2 separate regions of the Zea mays genome follow, and region 2 is linked to region 1. The links are chromatin contacts, called in public Hi-C maps. All regions are on one chromosome and are shown on one strand. The core of a region is the stretch at or near the end of the contact, and the rest is flanking DNA. Distances in the headings are between cores, read along the strand shown. Region 1 holds the start of LOC100282125. Region 2 holds the start of LOC542473 (Triose phosphate/phosphate translocator TPT chloroplastic).

Region 1 (5,188 bases), core at 1,336-3,835:
CAAATGTTCGACTCATGAACCCAGCAGACGATCATTTAATTCCTCCAATAATTGCAAAGCAAACTACAACACTTGACATATAGTGACGACTTGCTCATCAACCAATCTGAGCAGGCATTCCACTCCACTAGTCCACTTCAATTGATGTTCATATCCTCAGCACCAGCCCCGTCTCCGTCTGCAGTCACTATTATGTTAAAAAGGATACAGAGAACCTTTCTTTCTTTCTTTATTTTTTAACATTGGAAGACTTTATTTTTTATATAACAAACAAACAAACTCCGAGGACCATACATACAAAGAAGTAGAGAACTAACCACCGCTTACATAAGCTTAGCTCTGCTTTTCATGTGCACAAGGACCATAACCAAAAAGCCAAATAAAAGTACATACCCTCGTTTTCTGACGAAGTGTAAATAGGGCGCCTTGCACGTTGTTGCTGTTGTTGGCGTGTTGGCTGAAACAATAAACCAGAAAGAGAGAAAGCAAAATAAAATAAGAGACCATGGGTACATCACATATAACTAGCAGAGTGGTACCTGAAGCTTGGGCCTAAGTGCCTCCAGCGGTCCTTTTGGTTTGGCAACACCTTGCTGTACATAACCAATCAAAGTGTCATGCATGCATGCAAGTTCCAAACCTCAACTCGCTAGATTAAACGTACTGAGGCCACACAAATTAAAGAGAAGAATACCTTCCCTAGAGCCCAGTCAGCAGAATCAAAGTAGGCCCGCTCATGATCCTACAGTTACAGAAGAGAATTTTAACACTGGTGACAGACAGCACTTCCCACCCTTAGGGCTGATTTGATTTGGTGAACAGGGAATTGGAGCAAGGAACCTTTGAGATGAGTGGGGGCTTTTTGGGCATTAGTCCTCCAAACTTCTTCTTGATTGCTTCTTCCTGCACACAGGAACATTATTACAATCTATCATGCCACTCTTAATTAGAGCAATTTGGATGAGTGCCATTGAAATGGCTGTACGTAATAATACTGTATGATCTCCAGGACTAGTGCTGAAAAATAACCTGTTGCTGTGCTGAGGGCATAGAATTGTCTTCAGTTTGGTCCATAGGTTGAGGATTTCCATCAAGTGCAGCAGGCACATTGGAGTCCTTCACCTCCGACATGATGCTATTTTTTTGTCTGTTTGTTAGCTGTATATTAGTCAGATGGGAAACAAGAAAAGCCAATGTCAGCGTTCAGATGTAAAAAGGCATGCATCATCATGGGTAAAAAGGCAGACTAATATGTTCGTGTTCTTTAGGTGCTGAACAAATTACTCCACCATCACCAGTAGCAGTAGCTGATAATGTTTTTGCTTGCTGTTTCTGAATTTTGGTGTGATGACTTTTTCTTTTTTCCCGGGAGTAGTGAAGAAACAGATCATGTATGATTTATTTGGTCTACCCCCCACCCTCAGGACTCAGGTTGTGTGCTGCATTGGTTATCATCATTAAGAAAGCCATGGCCATGTGATGGATGTCTGAAGGAGCTGTGTGTGTGATGTTCACTCCAGTGGCGGACCCAAAGGGTATATGGATAGGCCTCCGACTACCCTAAAATTTAGTCTAAAAACATACTACATTTGAGTGTTTAGATCCATAGAAACAGATCTATGCAGCTTACAATCCTATTATGAGACATTTTGATTATTTTCTAATAATGTTCCGATGATGTACCGAACGGACGAAAATTAGATATATGTAGTACCAAATTATACACAATATATATTCTCGACTGCCCTGGGTCCGTGACTGTGTTCACTCATCAGTTAGTACGATCGAGAGAAGGAACAGAGTAACAAGTAGTAAAGGAAACCGGCCAGTATGACATGGCTTCGACTTGGAACATGCATGTGAAGTTGCCTGTTTTTGCTGAATGTGGAAAAGGGAGAGGCAGAAAGAGTTTGGTTAGCTAAAACAAGGGGATCCAATCCGATCCATATGGATGTGCACGCATGCCTACATAGGTTAAATTAAACAAGGGGACCCATCCAATTGCGGTTGGGTTTGGGTGTCCACAGCGAAATCGTTGGTTCTCTGTATACTCCCATAGCGTGGACTCCAAGCCAAGGAGCAGAGCAATCCATCCATCCATTCGCATGATTGAAATCGGAGATGTGAAAAGGGCTTGGTCATACACTAACACTAATGGAAGCAAAGCAAGCAGCAAGCAGAGGTAGGGTGGTTGCTTACCAGAGCAGAGCAAGGAGAAGCGGAGGGGACGGGATGCTTCTGCTGCGATGAGGAATCGAGTCCAGTACGGAGCAACCAAGGCGGCACTCAACTCTCAGCACGGGGATTCTAAATTCGAAAGGAGAATTGAGGACGACGAGGCGGCGGCCTGGTGGTGGTGGTGGTGGAAGAGAAGGGGAAGGGGAAGGGTGATTTGGATGGATCGGCGGTCGGGTCCGGATCTGGATGAAGAGGGGAGGAAAGAGACCACGCACGCAGGAGCAGAGCAGAGCGTAGAGCGTGTGGGGGTGGGGCCCGCCTACCCTACCTCCGGTTCCGTTCGGCCGGCCCTCTCCTCTCTTCTGTCTTGTCTCCGCTCGGCACTGCACATGGCTGGCATCGGTTGCACATGCGTATGCTTCTTCTCCAACTAATATAAAGGGACCCACACGGTTTCAGTCTACTACCGTCCCAAAATAGTACACATCTAACTTATCAAATTTATCGATTGTTAGCTTATTTTTAAATTAAACCACAATAAATAGAAAAATAGAGAGAATTTAATTCCATCTCTTATTTTAAACTATAAGAAAAAGAAATGTAATTTACCATACAAAACAGCGTGCGGCATCGCTGTGGATATTGTTGGCTTGGCACTCAGAGACACTTACTCGGCTTTATTTGCTCATGATTAATCTGAGAATGACAAATTTATGAATGATTGCTGCCTTGCATCACTTTGTTCATTTGCGATCACACCATATCCTCGAATACAAAATCACATGCATGCATCTCCAAATGTTATCATGCATATCAACTGGATGGAACAAGAGACACTTCTACTAGGACGCAACTAGGGATAGCAATAGGAAATTCCCCACGGGGGAATCAGGTCCCTATTGTCATCTCTAGACACAACACAGCACAGCATACACAGGGATTATATTTCCTTTCATCGACCGATCTCTGCTACAAAAGAGCATCAGACAGACATCAGTAGTAGGTGCAGGATCCATAGCTGGGATCGGACTGCACCACGAGCGCCGAGTTGTTGAAGTAGCAGTTCCAGGGGTGCCTGCCATTGGCGGCATAGTAGAGGTTCATGGCGACGGCGGCGCGCGACACCAGGTTGTCCGGGTAGTAGCACGGCCCGCCCTTCTGGATCACGCCGCAGCTCACCTGGGAGCACGCGTAGTTGAGGTTCAGAGACAGGATATCGTTGGACGCCGACGGCTTGGCAACGCACCACGTTTTCTGTGCAGCAGCAGCAGCAACACTTCCTACAAAACAGCTTTCATTCCTTCTTCTTCTTGTTCCAATCAACAACAGTTGACACACAGCACGGCAATCTTAAGAATGAAATGGAACAAGGAGAAGAGCATAGGAAAAAGGTATACCTGAGACGAAGTAGAGGAGCACAAGCCCCAGGGAGAGGATCAGTAGCCGACCACCTCTTGCCATCTTGCCCTTGTTCTGCAGCAAGCTAGAGCTGACAGTGCACTCCTTGTCGTGGAGACAGATCACCGAGATCAGACGGAGTACTCTGCCTGCACTGCACTGCAGGTTCTCTGGTTTATAAAGGGAAGGGAACAACACTCACTGGAATGGACCTTGGGTGGGGACTGGACTTAAATAGGTGACACTCTGCGTTGCTTTGCATTGCTTGCTGGACGGTCATGCCACACTCATGTGCACCACACAGACTCTCTGGCTTCAACCCAAGGCAACCTACCATGTGCTCGTGCTTCAGTTCCATAGCCAATATTGCTGCCCATTTTGTTCTGCTCTTTGCATCTCTCCCTCTCAAGTCTGTCTCTCAACTCCCATTTCTCACCTCACCTCATCACAAAGCTTAAGTGTCCTCATTCCCATGTATGCTAGTCAAAAGGGCAAAACAGGTGTTATGCAATGGGGGATAAAAGACACTTCTCCTCCTGCTCACGATTCTTCCAAACGTGAGTTTACTTCCCTATCTTTTTATGCCCAGCAGAGACCATATCTGTTCTCTTTAGTACCCATAAGAGATCCTCTGTATTTACTCATGGCTCTACATGCTCCATACCAAAACCAAACAAAAAGTCATGATGATTACCGAATCATACATTACTCTTCCCATGTGGTGTTCCATAACCACCAATTAGGTAGATCCTACCACCTGCTGCCCATAAAAGATGTTGAATGCATATACCTTGCTTGCTTTGTTCCTCCTCCTTGTCTATACACCTTTTCTATCTGTCTTTTGCCCTTTGCTCTTGCTCTTATTCCCATCCACATTTGTCCCCTTGCCCTGCAAAACTAAATTTCCCCACTTTGCATGGAAAGATTGAATATATATATATATATATATATATATATATATATATATATATATATATATATATATATATATATATATATATATATATATATATATATATATTCAACATTTGGAAACCATGGTTCTGAAAGAAAGAAAAGCGGGTTATATAAAAACTTCATGTCAACCTATGTTTTCTGGTCGCTCGACCAGCTAGTCGAACTGGGGGACCGACCAGCGACTAATCTCGATTAGTCGTCGACTAGGTCCGACTAATCGAGCTCTGGTCGACCTGGTCGTTTACTGGTCGTCCTGTTCATCCAGGAGACCAGGACCTATGTATATACTATATAATATATATTATTATACTATTATACTATATAGTAAATAATTATATAACTATATAGTATATATGAACTTCATATACTATATTATGAAGGATAGGGTAAACATGACATGAATTCAGCAATACTGAAAAGTGAAAACAGCAGAGAAACACTTCTAGTTATTAATACTACAAGTCCCAGATACCAGTACCACACAACACACATTAATACTACAAGTCCAAAAAAATCTAGGTCCTAAACCTAGTCGCCCAGAACCGGCTAATCGAGCGACTAATCGGCCCTAATCGTCGACTAGTCGGACGACCAGGGCGACCAGGTACTCTAGTCGAGTCGGCTGCCTAATCGAGCTCTGCTAACCGACTAGCCC
Region 2 (5,188 bases), core at 1,447-3,946, 130 kb before region 1:
GGAAATAAATAATTGTTCATTTTCCTGGAGAAGGCCAAACCGTCCACTCACCAAAAACAATGATTGAGAAACCGATGACAAAAACACGTTTCAACACATTGCCGACAGCATGTGTCAGAGGAGCCACTCGCTCCAAGGTGTTTGTAGCAATCTGCAATACCATTGCTCATGTTATAACAGACAAAATGCTAGATCCATGACTCTACGTGGCAAGCCAGCTAAAATGCTAAACCTGTGATTCATATAAAAGTGTTTCCATGATATCACGAGCCGGTTACCTGGTTATACAGATGGTAGAACAGTCCAACCAAGAATAGGTCACTGACAAACTTTGTCAAACCTACTTTTGCAATGGCATCACTAAATCCATGCTGCATTAGCTTGGGCCCTTCAAACTGCACAATTATGGGAGTGTATCAAGAATACCATTAGGGTATGGCACATGAATCCTGTTTCGTCTACTGCTTGTGGTAATTCCATCACACTTACGATCAATGCAGGTGGAATGCAAACAATTAGAGCGATTATTGAGATGTAAGCATACACGTTGGTGCTATCCATGTCAGTCTGCAATGCCAGAAGCGATTAGAACGACAGTTAAGGAAAAAAAACCTGTTGCATAACAAAGCAAATCATAACGAGCTAAGAGATTAAAACAGAAGAAGCACAAACCATAGCTTTCTTGGAATAAATGCTCCTGTAAGTGAATGAGATGTTTGATATCATGGCATTGATGAAGCCAGTCCAGTTGAATGAAAGCTCAGTAAGGGATGCCATTGAAACACCTGGTAATTTCATGAGAGGATGAGCAAGGAGGGTTATGTGTCTAATTAACTTGTAGCGGATTATTAGAATATAAAGCAAGGTACAATTCGAAAAGTACGTGTTATTTAGCCCAGTGGAGAAGATAGCAGTAGTAATGGGGGTAATAAAGAAAGGGAAGTGCACCATCAGATATGACTTCATCAGATCACGCACTCTCAATTAATTTCTTCTTGTCATACACTGTACCTACCTTGCCACCGACACTCTATAACTTGCAACTTAGCTAGAGCATTAGGATGAGAGGATCGATTTGAGAATTACCAATGACCACAGGGGCAAGAGAAAGCCACAGAGAGAAGGGAACTTGCTGTCCAAGGATAAACTGAGTAGCCGCTGCGCTGAAGAAGGGCTCCAGAGCTGCATCGCAAGTATGTAACATAAAAAAAGGGGGCAACAAGAACATCGAAATATAAATGGGAAGGAAAGAAAAGAAAAGAAGAGAAGCACCTTTGATAGTGTGAGCAAATGAGACTGCAACAGCAGCGAAGGACACATTGCTAGTGATGTGACCAATACCATGGCACAGGGCGACTGGAAAGAGAAGCTTGAGGAGCGTGCCATTGATAGGCTACAAAACAAAGAAATACTGCTAGATGAGGCAGGAAATACTAGCTAGTCTGTCCTTCATTAGATATATAGAGAGAAACGATGCATTAATTACCGCTCGCTTGGGGAGACCGACACTCCAGCTGATGAGGCAGTATACGACACCCACTACTAGATGGATCAAGGACACAAAGCTGCAACAAGCAAGCGGCCCAAAATGTTGTTGGTAAGCGATAAGAGCACAGGATGCTTGTTGGTGAATGAATCAAGGTCTGCCTACTTACTATGGGTATGGGAAGTAGTTGTAGATCTTCTTGTTGAGGATGTTGAATATGACGTTGAGGAAGTACCTGCAGAAGGCACTTGCCAATCTTTAGACCGGTGACGGAAAAAAAAAGTAGCCGAGCAGCTGCTGAAAACGTGGGATGCAGAGGTGGTGCGAGTGTGCAACGTACCACATGAAGAAGAAGAAGCCGGTGACCAGGGCCGGGTACTTCTCCAGGAAACCCACAGACTTGGCCTCCCTGCTGACGCGAATTTAATTAATTAAATAGGAAGTCAGTAGCAGTCAGCAAAAGCATGTAGCGACTTGTGATTAGCTGCAAGCAAGCAGCACATCACATTCACAGTACAGCTGGGACGCGAGCGATTGGTGAGCGGGACCAGCGTCCTACGATTTGGAAGGGCCGCTACTAGAGTGCAGATAGCGCTAGCTGTTTCTTCAGTCGCCGTGTGGGTGGTGGTATAGAGAAGGATCATCTTTTTTGAATGACTAAAATAGAAACTTGAGTCCATGCATGCAATGCAAATAGAAGGCCTAAACATGAGCTAATCATGGTCTAACAAAAACTAATATATATAATTGATTATTAGAAAACCTATACTCGTAGTGGTAGTGCAGGTAACATAGTAGTAACTAACTGACCCTGCGGACTCGGCGGCTGCGGCGGGCGGCTGCAGCGTGTGCCTCCTGGCGGGCTGCAACGAAGGGAGCAGCGCCGCGGGTAGGAGGAGCGCCGGGCGGAGCTGACGGCCCCAGACGATCGGGGCGGCATCGGGCACGGCGGCCGCGCACTTGACGGTCCCAGCGGGGAGGTGCGACGGCGCCGCGATCGCGGGGGCTGGGGCGGCCCGGCGGCGGAGGCGGAGGAGGCCGGAGACACCGGCAGCGCCGCCGGAGAGCGTCCCGAGAGCCGACATTGCGGTTGCAGTCTGCAGGTGCAGGGGGTGCTGTGGCTGCTTTGCGCTTGCAGCGAGCCTGCGCGGGCGCTGTGGAGTGTGTGGGAGAGGCAGGCGCGCGCGACGATAGGATAAGAAGGGTTTGTGGGTGGGACGGGACTGGAGGAGGGAGGCGCCGGGGATTTGGTTGGCGGAGAAGCGCGCGGGGCGGATAGAGCGGCGCGCCGGGGCGGACGGCAGCGGTGGAGCCGACGTCGCCGTCGACAGATTAACCGGGTTTGGAATGGAGCCCAAAACACCAAAAGCAGTGGTCCGTTGCCCAGTGCCGGATTTCTCCTTAAGATAAGACACTGGAATGGATGCTTGTGATTTTTTTTCTAACTCCATCAATATTATTTTATTGAGAATTTTGTAACCATCCAATTTTTTAAAAAAACTGGTTTATGATACCAAACATATCAGTTTATGTCTCAGTTTATAGATTTTGGATTTATAGTTTTTTAAAAACCAAGAAGCTAGCTTCTCTTAGCTTAAACAATAAAAACTAGGTTGCTATCAAACATAACCTCAACATGAGTAGAGATATTTGTAGGAAGAGTTAATATAGTTAGGAGACGGTTGGCTGGTCATGAATTCATTGCATAAACGTTTTTTTTTCTGGGAGGGACAAAAGAAAATCGAAATTCATATCTCGCCTGGGCTGCCCCGGCCCAGAACAGTCAGCTGTCCTGAGTGACTATTTCAGTTCATACCAGGCCAGCGCACGTTGCAGCTGTTCCTTCCTTACTCCATGCAGGAGACTGACGGCCCAGCTACCTCGCCTGCCCATATACATTTTCACTCCCACGTCTAGCTAGCTAGCCTTTTTTTTTTGGTACCGTTATTCATCGATTACTAGGTTAGTGCCCGTGCGTTGCAACGGAAACATATAATATCATGATAACTTATATATAATGTGTTATATTGTTATGAGAAAAAAATTTGTAATCCATTGGTGATCCTATCTATACATATAAATTTTGTGATCTCTGGACCATTGATTAGAAAGAAAAAGGCTCCAGTATCGTCTGCAACAGCACGAGCAATAAGAGTTTTTCCAGAACTAGGTGGCCTATATAGCAATATGCCCTTTGGTGGCTTCACACCAATAGATTTGAAAAGTTGAGGATGGCGTAGTGGAAGCTCAACAAGCTCTCTGATTTGGGCCATTTGCTTTCTAACTCCAACATCATAATAACCAACTTCATCAAGACGCTCCTCATCCTCTCTCTTAATAGGCTCCCCATCACAAAATATTTCAGTATCTGGGGCAACGATTCAATATTCAGAAGGGTCAGTCTCTATCACTTTCTCACTTTGAATTCCACGCTTCTCATTAAAAGGTCTCCTTTCCTCACGGACCTGTATGCTTCTAGGAAGTATGTTGCACAGTTTCATAAAGGGTGTTATTATGACAAAACAGCTGCAAGGTCTACATGAAATGGCAGAAACAATATACAAGCATATTAATTAGGTAGTATAAATGGCAGACTCCTCCTTGATCAGAACTCAGTAAACCATTGACAACAAAAGAAAAGGGAGCTACTTCAGTTGAAGTAACATGAGAAATAAGTGCCATGGAGTCATGCTGATGCCCAAAAAAACCTAGATCAACTAAGAAATTCACAAGATCAGAAACTTACGTTTCAAGAAGGCATCAAATAGGTTCCCTGTAATGCCTTCAACTGTATCATCAATTGGAAGAATGTGCACACGCTTCCCATATTTCACATCCTGGCACTGGTGGACAAACAGTAGCCATAAAGAGACTTTAAAAAAGATAGGCCAACCCATATCCAATTGTTTAGTCCCTTGAACACACTTGAGTTACAAGTACAACCATCAAATCCAAATTATCACGATAGGGATCACAAAAAAAGAATTTTGTATGCAGCACATCATCTTCATCTAGCAGAACAATGAAGACAAATTTGAATAATACTAAATAGTGTTGCTTCCCTGTTCTAACTATGAACAATGAGTTAATCATGCATTACTAAATAGTGTTGATTCTCTGTTCTAACTATGAACAATGAATTAATTCATACAAAAAGAATGGTTGCATTTAAATATAGAACAAATGTATGAGAAGATTTGAACATAACAAACCAAGTATATTAAAATATGTTACTGAAGCAAGCAATAAAAGAAATCTAGATTACTACTACCTTCAAATGAATCAATGGTGTACGAATGTGAATTGGTAAATTTCTAAAATCTACACACTACAGCAGCAAAGCAGAGGGAGCCCAAATACCCTCACCGCCTCAGCATACTCAATTTCTCAAACAATACAACAAATTACAACATTAAACACTTCAGCAAGTACTTGAGATAAAAGATAAATTTATTTCTAACAGGTCTACACTCACACGGAATTCAGATCGAACACACAGAGATCGGTCACGTGATAATACAATATGCTAAATTAGCTCAACATCCCAAAGCTGCTGCAACAAGCTCAGATTAGCCATATAATATAAGACCTTGAGGAGCACAGTATCGCCGCGGAAGAGTGCAGCCTCTGTCAGGGTGCAGTGCGACGACGGAGTTATCGTCGTTGGTGGCCTCGTCGACGACAAGGCGGTTCATTGACCTT

What was found. A called contact is a pair of places that touch in the nucleus more often than the background predicts.
Region 2: a contact with region 1 is called in a Hi-C map of tassel, with 3 times the contacts expected there. The contact joins the promoter of LOC542473 here to the promoter of LOC100282125 in region 1. A contact is called at or near these places in 6 of 25 Hi-C or Micro-C datasets (bundle sheath, ear, leaf and 1 more).

Annotation. Positions count from the first base shown.
Region 1 is chr3:1,397,813-1,403,000 of Zm-B73-REFERENCE-NAM-5.0, reverse strand. It overlaps LOC100282125, which reads right to left and starts at 2,585. Exons shown (of 7, transcript NM_001155038.2): 1 at 2,200-2,585; 2 at 1,030-1,158; 3 at 841-903; 4 at 695-742; 5 at 540-593; 6 at 394-457; 7 at 1-178. The coding sequence starts at 1,131. The coding sequence ends at 138. It overlaps LOC103649530 (glucan endo-1,3-beta-D-glucosidase-like), which reads right to left and starts at 3,778. Exons shown (of 2, transcript NM_001329109.1): 1 at 3,576-3,778; 2 at 2,893-3,458. The coding sequence starts at 3,639. The coding sequence ends at 3,172.
Region 2 is chr3:1,532,411-1,537,598 of Zm-B73-REFERENCE-NAM-5.0, reverse strand. LOC542473 (Triose phosphate/phosphate translocator TPT chloroplastic) reads right to left here and starts at 2,696. Exons shown (of 12, transcript NM_001112027.2): 1 at 2,297-2,696; 2 at 1,827-1,895; 3 at 1,656-1,721; 4 at 1,487-1,565; 5 at 1,273-1,393; 6 at 1,087-1,182; 7 at 673-785; 8 at 490-567; 9 at 279-395; 10 at 52-151. The coding sequence starts at 2,571.